Regions from separate parts of the Rattus norvegicus genome. Here region 1 is linked to region 2. Evidence: chromatin contacts called from public Hi-C data. All regions are on one chromosome and are shown on one strand. Each heading gives the region's core, a stretch centred on a gene start, on an enhancer-like site or on the middle of the called end of the contact. The rest is flanking DNA. Distances are from core to core; before and after follow the strand shown. Region 1 holds the start of Spred1 (sprouty-related, EVH1 domain containing 1). Region 2 overlaps LOC134486426 (a long non-coding RNA gene).

Region 1 (4,644 bases), core at 1,774-4,273, 160 kb before region 2:
GCAGATGAACACAATCATTTCCTATCGTAAATTAAACAGTACCACCCATTTTTGCCCTAAGAAGAACCTCTCAGAGGACAATACATGCTAAAACAGATTACCCTTTTACTATCCAAACAATGTTATAAGGCTCCTCAAGAACAATGTATTAATAAGGCAGTATGTCTTTGTGAAAACAATTTTTAAAATCTGGATGAATAATTTCCAAATTGCCCATAAGTACATTTAAGAGGTGTGTGGGGAACTGTTTCAAAGCATCAGTATCTTGAGAATTAAAACCATCGTTAATATTTTTTCATTTTAGTTCAACAATGGTTCCATCCACTGAGATGTCTCTCATACTTACTTGTGCTTTCAATTTACTATAGTACCAAAAAAGGCCGGTTCTGAAACAATATATTCTAGGCTTGCATTAATCTACATCCCGTCATTTGTTCCTTGGCCATAATAAGGCAATACTACTTTCTAAACTATTAAACCGGTAAGACATCTTTCCCCATCTCTAAAATAGATCTTAAGATTTTTATCCCAGCTGCTTTATTGCAAGATACTAATAAAAGTTCCGGTCATTCCCTTCAGCATTTCCGCAGTTTTTCTCCCAGCCCAGCACTATCTGAGACAAGCTTCTTGATCTCGCTCAAAATAGGTCTAGTCTGCGGAAGGCAGTGACAGTGTACTGCACTGTGAATGGACAGCCAGGTATTTTATGAATGGAGGCGATCACGTGATCCCAGCACCTCCCCGAACTGATATTTCCCACATAACTGTGTCAACATTCTGAGAACTGGGGTAGTTGTTTGTGTGTGCGCGTATGTTCCAAAATTTAATCTAAAACTTCAATTTCCCCTCACTTCCTGAGCCCAAATATCTACACAAGGACAAAACAGCTTCGAGTGGTTTTCTTAGGAAATCCTTTCAAGTTGTCCAAGGTGATGGATGTTTAATTATTTTTTTTATGAATGAAGTGTGCTATGCAAATGAGGGCGATTCACAAAAAGAGAGAACATGGCGGCCACTTCTGCTTCAGGCTGCACTGACTGCAGCAATCCACCTCCTTCCACACCCGCTCCTCACTCAGTTCGTGCTTTTCAGAAGGGGGGGGGGATGTTGCTCGGCATTTTTCTAGCTATTTTATGGTAAACGCTTCGGCACTGGCCTTTAAAGCCTACTCAAAAGGTCTGACTTGAGGAATGCACTTTATTTAAAGGAATGCATCCTAAGGACTAGTCTTCATTTAACTCTTCATAGTCCTCCAAAAACAAAACTTGAATTCAATTACAAAAAGAACAGACGCCAAAATTCGGCCCCAAATTAACTCTCTTCTCAACAGGAAACTTACAGCACCATTATTCCTCCAAGAGGCTGCTACACTAAAGCAAAATATTTAAAAGGCACGGTGATTCGTTTGGAAAACCTAAAGACAGTCCAAACAAGCAAAAACTTAAAAGTCACGGATGAAGCTCAGATGAAGTCACCAACGCGTTCGGCAATGTAAATCGTGCTTTATCACAAAAGGAAGCCGAACGCTAGCATTCAAAATTTTTAATTACTGTTCTTGATGAAGACCGGTTTAACACTCGCGAAGGTAAAAACACAATAGCTCAACATCACCCACACTCCAGGTGTCCTTAATCCTATTTAATTCTTAAAATGTTTCCCTAACCCTATCTTTTTACTAGACTAGTATAGGTCATAAGTTTAAAAAGTGGGGCGGGGGGCGAAGGCTTAGTCGGTATTTAAGAGTCACTGAGTCATCGAATTAGGATTCAAGAGCAGTTTGCGGCTGGAGGTGCTCCCACACATTAGTTTCCGAGCGAAATAGCTGTAAAGGCAGGGTGGCTGGATGTTCAAGGTGTTGGGGGGCTTAGGGGGGGTGATGCCGGAGTGAAGGGCAGGCAAAGGGTAGTTTCTACTCCACTTTGAGCTACCCACATTATTACTCGGTCTCGGAGACCTCCGACTGCTACGCCGCCTCTGCACTGCAGCCGATACCCTTCCCCAAGCAGAGAGGCGAAAATGCACGAATGGAAAGGGGTGCTGCCATTAAAGAAAATGGTCCGACACATCGGGCATCTATCACCTCCCGGGCGGGACGGGCTGGGGGAGGGGGCTGCCCACCCGGCTCAACCAGACCAGGGCTCACTTACTCGTTGTCAGAAGTCGCCGTCTCCTCGCTCATCTTTCCCTCACCGTGATCCGCTCAGGAGATGGAGGAGCAACAGCAGGCGGGGAAGCAGCGGCAGCGGTGGCACCGAGGGGCAGCGGGCGACGACGGCCGGCGGGGCGCGCGGGCAGCGGCTCGGGGGCCTCACCATGGTGGACGCCTCACCCGGAGCGGCGCCCTACGAGCTGGGCAGCCCGGCCACCCCCGCAGGGGGGCGGCGGCGGCGAGCGCGGCCGTGGCGACCCCAGCGGTTCGCCGCGCCGAGGTCGGGTGCGAAGCCGAGACGGTGCGGGCGACTGAGGGCGCTGAGGGAACTCGGTCGGTGGCTAAGGCGGTGCTGCTCTCAGGGGCGCGGCGACGGGCGGGCGGCGGGAGCCGGCTGGGGGCAGCCGAGCGCTGGCTGCGGGAGGCGGCGCGGTCCCGAGGTGCCGCGCACCATCTCCCGCCTGGCCGCCGGCTGCCCGCGCGGCGCGCCTGGTCGGCCCTCAGGGGCTCCCTCAGACGCGCTCCAGCTGGGGGCCGCAGACAGGGCGCGAGGCGAGTGTCGGAGCCCGAGGGCACAGTGCCGAGCAGCGGTGAGGAGGGCCGAGACCAGCGCAGCTCCGCTGCCCGCTCCTCACGCCCGCGAGAGGGGAGCCGCGAGGGGGGCGGCGGAAGCGCTCACGCCGCCCGCTCCTTCCGCCGCTCGAACCGGGGGCGCCCGCGGGAGAGGCAGGCGAAGTAGTCCCTCGCGATTTCTGGGGCGGCGGGGCTCGCGCGGGAGCAGGCGGGAGGACGTGGGGCACGGCTGCGAGCCGGAGGCGCGGGGCCTCTGAGGGGTGGGGGAGACCTGAAAGCCGCGGCCCGCAGTCGAATCACTGCAGCTCTAGATCGTGGGCAGCATAACAAGTTTCAGAAAAGTAGTTCCCTCCTCCCCTCGCTTCCCAAATCGTCGGGCAGCGGGAGCGGGGCGAGGAGGGTGGCGGAGGGATATGTCGCTGCACTGCATCGCGCGCGTGTGCGTGCGCGCGCTCCAAACTCTTGGCACGCCGCGGAAAGGGGGCGGGGGTGGGAGCTGTGAGCCGAGCTGCTCCGGGACTGGCATTGTTGCGACGCGCAACTCCCCGTTACTCGGCCTGGAATATCCGGGTTGCCCGGACGAGCAGGCAAGCACACCGTGTGCTGGGGAAAGAAATCAGAAGGCCACTCCGTTCTGTTCAGTCCGCGTGCACGCGCGCGCGTGTGTTGTGTTTTTCTTGCAAAGAATGGAACTGGCATGAGTTCATCTCTTAGTGGGGGTTACAGGCCAGGACTGCAAAGCGAGCTCCTCCTGCTGTCCCTCATGTTGCATTGCTGCAGTCCCCTTGCTGCTTGCACAAGGGTAGGAGTAGTGTGTGTGTGTGTGTGTGTGTGTGTGTGTGTGTGTGTGTGTGTGTGTGTAGAAAGAGTTGGTTTCAATACCTCGCAGCCCGATTCTCACTGCGCAAACAGCATGCAAGGCTGGGCATTCATCTCTGAAAGCTCGAGTGCTTGTTAATGGAGAACGGCTTCCATTGAAGCCCGGGGTAGGCGGGTTACGTGAATCTGGCGCATCCAGCAGCACAGGAAATAACTCCCGCTGCGAGCGAGGTTGCATAACTATAGCGCAGGAGAAGCCTGTGTGGCACGAACTTTGGTGAACGGAGGCGGAACGGTTGTTGGATAGGCAGCTGTCACGTTTGCATTGTCAGAGGACAATGTATGCAATCATCCCCAAAGGTCTTTTTTGCACAAGAACCTTCTAAGGTTGAGGGCTGAAGCCTGGGATCTTTGTGACCGGAGGGCTAGGAACTCCTAGCTCTATAAATTCTATTATCTCTTCTCTATCTACGAAGTCGCCTAAAGACAAGATGGCCTGGGGGACTGACTCTCCCTAGCGCTCCCAAGGTGCTGTGGTGTCTCCCCAGGCGGTTCTTCGCTAGGCTTTTCACTTTGTTCTCAAGTTTACTTAACCTCCAGGGAAGGAAGCTTGCCGCTCCAGTCACCAGGAGAGATAGAACAGTTCCAGGGGAAGAAGTGGAGAGGGCCTCCTAAGGAAACCATCACTCCTCAGCCACGGGTTTCCAGGAAGCTTCAGAATTGCTGCTCTCGGAATGAGTACACACTAATGTGTTAACAGTACTGTGCACATAAGAGTGCCTAATGTATGTTTGAGGAAGGAATAAGGGCGCCAACCCAGCCAGCCGTGCACCAAAAACCCATTCCTTGGATCACTGAGGTTTCTTTATATAACTGCCTTCCGGCCACGTCTGCAGGATTGTTCATCTTTAGAGCAAGTGGGGATGGGAAAGAGGAGTGAGTAAGCGGAGCCTGGGAAGAGATCTCTACCCCTACCATTTTGAACTTGATCTTATGATGTGCAGAATCTGAACCCCAGAGTGTTGATGCTAGTCTGTTCTCCAGGTACTGTACTGCCACTAACTGGCTTTACCCACTCTGGTTTAAATCAATCTGGGCCAGAC
Region 2 (4,503 bases), core at 1,031-3,530:
GAAACATTTTTGAGAGCACAAACATGCCTCAAATGTTTCCTGAAATGACCCAGAGGGAGAGTGGGCACTCAGGTGGAAGACTCATTCTTTCCAGATTTGGAGGTGGTTAGCTCTGGCTACCGTGAATCATGTTTTACGTCAGTAAGGAGTATACCCCGTCCGTCGTTCATTCTTTAAGCATGCCATGGAGACAGGATGGTCAGTCAAAGTAATGGTTATGCATGGTAAGCATCACTGCTGCTTATATGCTTGTCTCCATGGTGATTGCTACCTGGGGCTTGGCTTATACTTCTGTTTGGTTATTTTTTTCTCTGAGGCTTGAAATATATGACTTTTTTTCTTTTCTTTTCTTTTCTTTTTTTTTCTTTCTTTCTTTTTTTTGTACACACACACCATAAGTCAGGAAGCAAATGAACATGGGATGGAAGAGGAGGAGGCCCTACCTCAAGCATCATTCCCGGCATCTCCAGGACAAACTTCCTGCTCAAGTAGCACGGTAAGAAATGCAGGCTCCTCCCCCTACCCCACCCTCACTGTTTCCACATACACACAGATCAAGCAATGGGTAATCTACTTTAAGAATGGGGGTTGGGGATTTAGCTCAGTGGTAGAGCGCTTGCCTAGCAAGAGCAAGGCCCTAGCAAGGCCCTGGGTTCGGTCCCCAGCTCCGGAAAAAAAAAAAAAAAAAAAGAATGGTGCCTCGGTGTTTCCGTATTTAGGGTATAGCTTGACCACTAGTATGGGGCTGTGCACAATAATTTCCCTTCTTATCCTGGGGTTTCATTTAACTGTCATTCTAGTCTGCATTTTGCCTTTGTAAGGACATCCTCTCTGACAGCTAAGATCCTCTCCTGATTTGATTCATTCTCTTTAACCTCGTAGACTCAACCAGCACAGCGTAAAGCTCCCCACAGGCCAGGCCCTACCTGGGCTAGAGCACAGGCCACACACTAGCATGAGAACAGTGCCCTTCACACAGACCTGGTGAATGCTCTCCAAATCATCCTGCTGCTTTCTGTCCTTCAGCTTGGTCATGAGCAGGCAGCGCGGTCTTAGCAAATGCTAACAATCCAGAGGAGATCGCTATAGTTGAAAGTCGAAAGCTGGTACACACCAGCAATCTTAGCACTTGGGAAATACGTCAAGAATTCAAGGGTTATCCTTAGCTACACAATGAGTTTGAGGCCAGCCCACGGGCACTCAGAAACTCTGTTTCCATTACTCTAAAAAGGTTAAACAATGTATTTATGGCCACTAATTAGAATCAGGATTGCTTCTCCAGTCTCTGTCCCTGAAAGATCCTTTAGGCAGGCATCTGAGGTTCTAAAGTCAGGGCAGCCTTCAGTGAAGTTAGGGAGACAGACACAAACTGCCTTTTCCAATCTGATAAGCTCACAGAAGTTCTGTTACACTTTGCCATTTTTTTCCTTTTCATTTTTGCAGGAATGAATTATTGGCTTTTTTTTTTTTTTTTTGAGCCTTGTAATTGGTCCATTAGCTAGAAAAATGCCCAGAAGACCTCTCTTCTATTTTCCAGCTGACCCGCGACCTTAATGAGGCTTCTCTAAAGGGTAGGATGGGGAGTTTTATTTGTCTTGTGTTTGGGGTTTAAAAAAAGAAAGAAAGAACGAACGAAAGAAAGAAAACAAAAAAAGGGAGGGGCTACCTCATTAAACAGTCTTTGGTCCCTAAAATAAACCCCACTCCCCCACCAGCAGTGCTATTTACTCAGTCTCTGGGCTACTAAGTGTAGGGGTGGTCCTTGTTGACTTAAATGAGTCCCTGCAGCTAGGTGGGGCTCTCTGGAGTCCTTAGTCATGTGAGGTTGCCAGGGTAACGTAACGTCTCAGGCGCTGGAATGCTTTAAGACGTACAAAGAGGAGACTACAGAGAGCATTACAACTTACAGTCATGTGTTCAATAACATGCCATCTTTCCGTAATGGGGCTTTTATTTTTACTTTATTTTGTGGGATTGAAAGATCAGAAGCCGGAAATTAGCTGGAAAGGATAAAGAAAAGGAGAATTTAAAGGGCCAGGCTGGGGGCGGGGTGTATTTCTGTTCCTTCTGTGGGTAATGGCTGAGCAAGGAGAACATCTGGCGCAGAGCAGGGCTCTCTGCAGTGCTGCTTTTAATTACCCGGTCATTTGGTCTCTTGCTAGATTAGTGACTATGGAAGCGGCTCAGATCTCCAAACTGACAGGCCTGGAGAGCTCTAACTTAGCCTGCCACATCGTCAGAGGGGAAATGCGGAGCTTCCGGTTTCATATTTAAACCAGAATTGACTCATAATTGTAGCTGTCAGGAGGGTGATGGAGACATTATGTAATCTGGTTCTTCTGCTGATATGTGTTTAAGGTTTCTGCTCTGTAAATTCCAGGGGAAATCTTGTGCCCATTGAGGGAGTTCTTGCTGACGGCTTGGTGGTGTGGCCAGGCAGGGTAAGGATAGTGTTATCAAAGGTTCCTAAGTCTGCCCGAGTCCAAACATGAATGAGTCTCCCCTCTAAATGCTCTTCCTGGTTTTCCGAAGACATTTAAATGTGGATGAGGTTAGGCAAAAATCTGGCAAACTTTGAAGACTCTGGTTTACTGGGAAATTTAATAATGGCAAGACATTCAAGTCTGTACCTCCCCCCTTTTTTTTTTCTGAGCCACATAGCTGCCTTTACTGCTTCCTGTCATTTCCAGACTCAGAGATCTGGAAGTGTCCACCAGATGCTTCTGGAAACAAAGCTCTGGGGCTGCGGATCATTTGTTGCCTTTCATTCCATTTGCTACTTGCTTCTCAGAGGCTCTGGGGCCTCTGGGGATGGATGCGCATTGATTGGAGGGAGCTAAGGGAGACTTGAGATGGGCCCAGCATTCACTACCACCAAAAACCCCAAACAATAAAAATAGAAAAGGAGAGTCAGAGGGGCCTGTTTAATGCGCTGCCAACATTTTTGCTAGGGGGAGACTTGTTTCCATTTGTTCTCAGTGCCCATGTGGAGGAAGAATTAATTGACAGAGCACCATGCTCACACTGCAAAAGTAATAACAAAGACTAAATCAAAATCTAAAAGGCAAGTAGAGTTGGCTATCTTGTTTCTGGAGACAAAAAGAGAGGTCAGGGATGAAGAGGACTAAGCCACTGACCTCCTCCTTAATTCTGTATACCTTTCCTCCTCCTCCTGGAGTGTTCCCCATTCCACTAGCACTTAGGGGCTCTCTGGCTTTTTATATTCATCAAAGATGACATTGATATGTTTAAAGTTATCAGCATCATAACTTGTCACCATCAGTGCCATATTGCTATCATCACTACCACTGTCATCACCATCACGAGCACTATCACTATTATCATCATCACTATAACCATCAACAGCACCATCACTATCATTACCACTGTCAACACCATCGCTATAACCGTTATCAGCACCATCACCATCATCAGCACCATCACCATTGTCACTATAACCGTCATCAGCACCATCACTGTCACCACCATCACTATAACCATCATCAGCACTATCACTGTCATCACCACCATCTCCATTGTCACTATAACCATCAATAGCACCATCACTATCATCACCATCACTATAACTATCAACAGCACCATCACTATCATCACCATCATTATAACTATCATCAGCACCATCACTATCATCACCATTGTCACCACCATCACAATAACCATCATCAGCACCATCACTATCATCACCATTGTCACCACCATCACTATAACCATCATCAGCACCATCACTATCATCACCATTGTCACCACCATCACTATAACCATCAACAGCACCATCACTATCATCACCATCATCACCATTGTCACTATAACCATCACAAGCACCATCACTATCATCACCATCATCACCATTGTCACTATAACCATCACAAGCACCATCACTATCATCATCACTATAACCATCACAGCACCATCACTATCACCATCACTATAACTATCATCAGCACCATCACTATCATCACCACCATCACCATTGTCACTATAATCATCATCAGCACCATCACTCTCATCATCATCATCATAACCATCAATAGCACCATCACTGTCACCATCCCTATAACTATCATCACACTATCACTATCATCACCACCATCACCATTGTCACTATAACTATCAACAGCACCATCACTGTCATCACCACTGTTACCACCATCACTATAACCATCATCAGCACCATCACTGTCATTGTCATCACCATTATCACCATTACCATTAGTAACATCATCAGCATCTTTACTGTAACAGACTGGAGCCACGTGGGCTCAGTTATACTTTCTGTGTCTCTGGGGGTAAAAAGAAGAGCAATCAGGATAGTTGGGTATTTTCTTATGAGCTTTGGAATGGGCAGTGTCCAACTTTGTAAGATGCAAGGCCAGTGCTTGTTTGTCCAGCCACCAATTTAGAGTTTTTACTTAAGTTCATCCCATGGAAGACACGACTTGTGTGATAAACTTCATTTGTCTTTCAACTTGTGTTCAAAGCGCT

The links. Hi-C and Micro-C count contacts between places; a contact is called where the count stands out from the background.
Region 1: a Hi-C map of the A7r5 cell line shows a contact between it and region 2, with 2.2 times the contacts expected there. The contact joins the promoter of Spred1 here to the enhancer-like site in region 2. A contact is called at or near these places in 7 of 12 Hi-C or Micro-C datasets (the A7r5 cell line, the Rat2 cell line, Schwann cells and 4 more) and 1 of 1 datasets of contacts at active chromatin or transcription factors (oligodendrocytes).

Annotation. Positions count from the first base shown.
Region 1 is chr3:124,435,609-124,440,252 of GRCr8, reverse strand. It overlaps Spred1 (sprouty-related, EVH1 domain containing 1), which reads right to left and starts at 3,023. Exons shown (of 7, transcript NM_001047089.2): 1 at 2,148-3,023. The coding sequence starts at 2,179.
Region 2 is chr3:124,277,223-124,281,725 of GRCr8, reverse strand. It overlaps LOC134486426 (a long non-coding RNA gene), which reads left to right. Exons shown (of 3, transcript XR_010065341.1): 1 at 1-224; 2 at 404-496. Among named protein-coding and RNA genes, the nearest start is that of Tmco5a, 92 kb to the right of the region's middle. Within about 2 kb of position 2,280, at least 54 of the 93 cell types and tissues checked have an H3K27ac peak or open chromatin away from gene starts, as enhancers often do. A contact at or near this core is called in the A7r5 cell line, where this site is marked.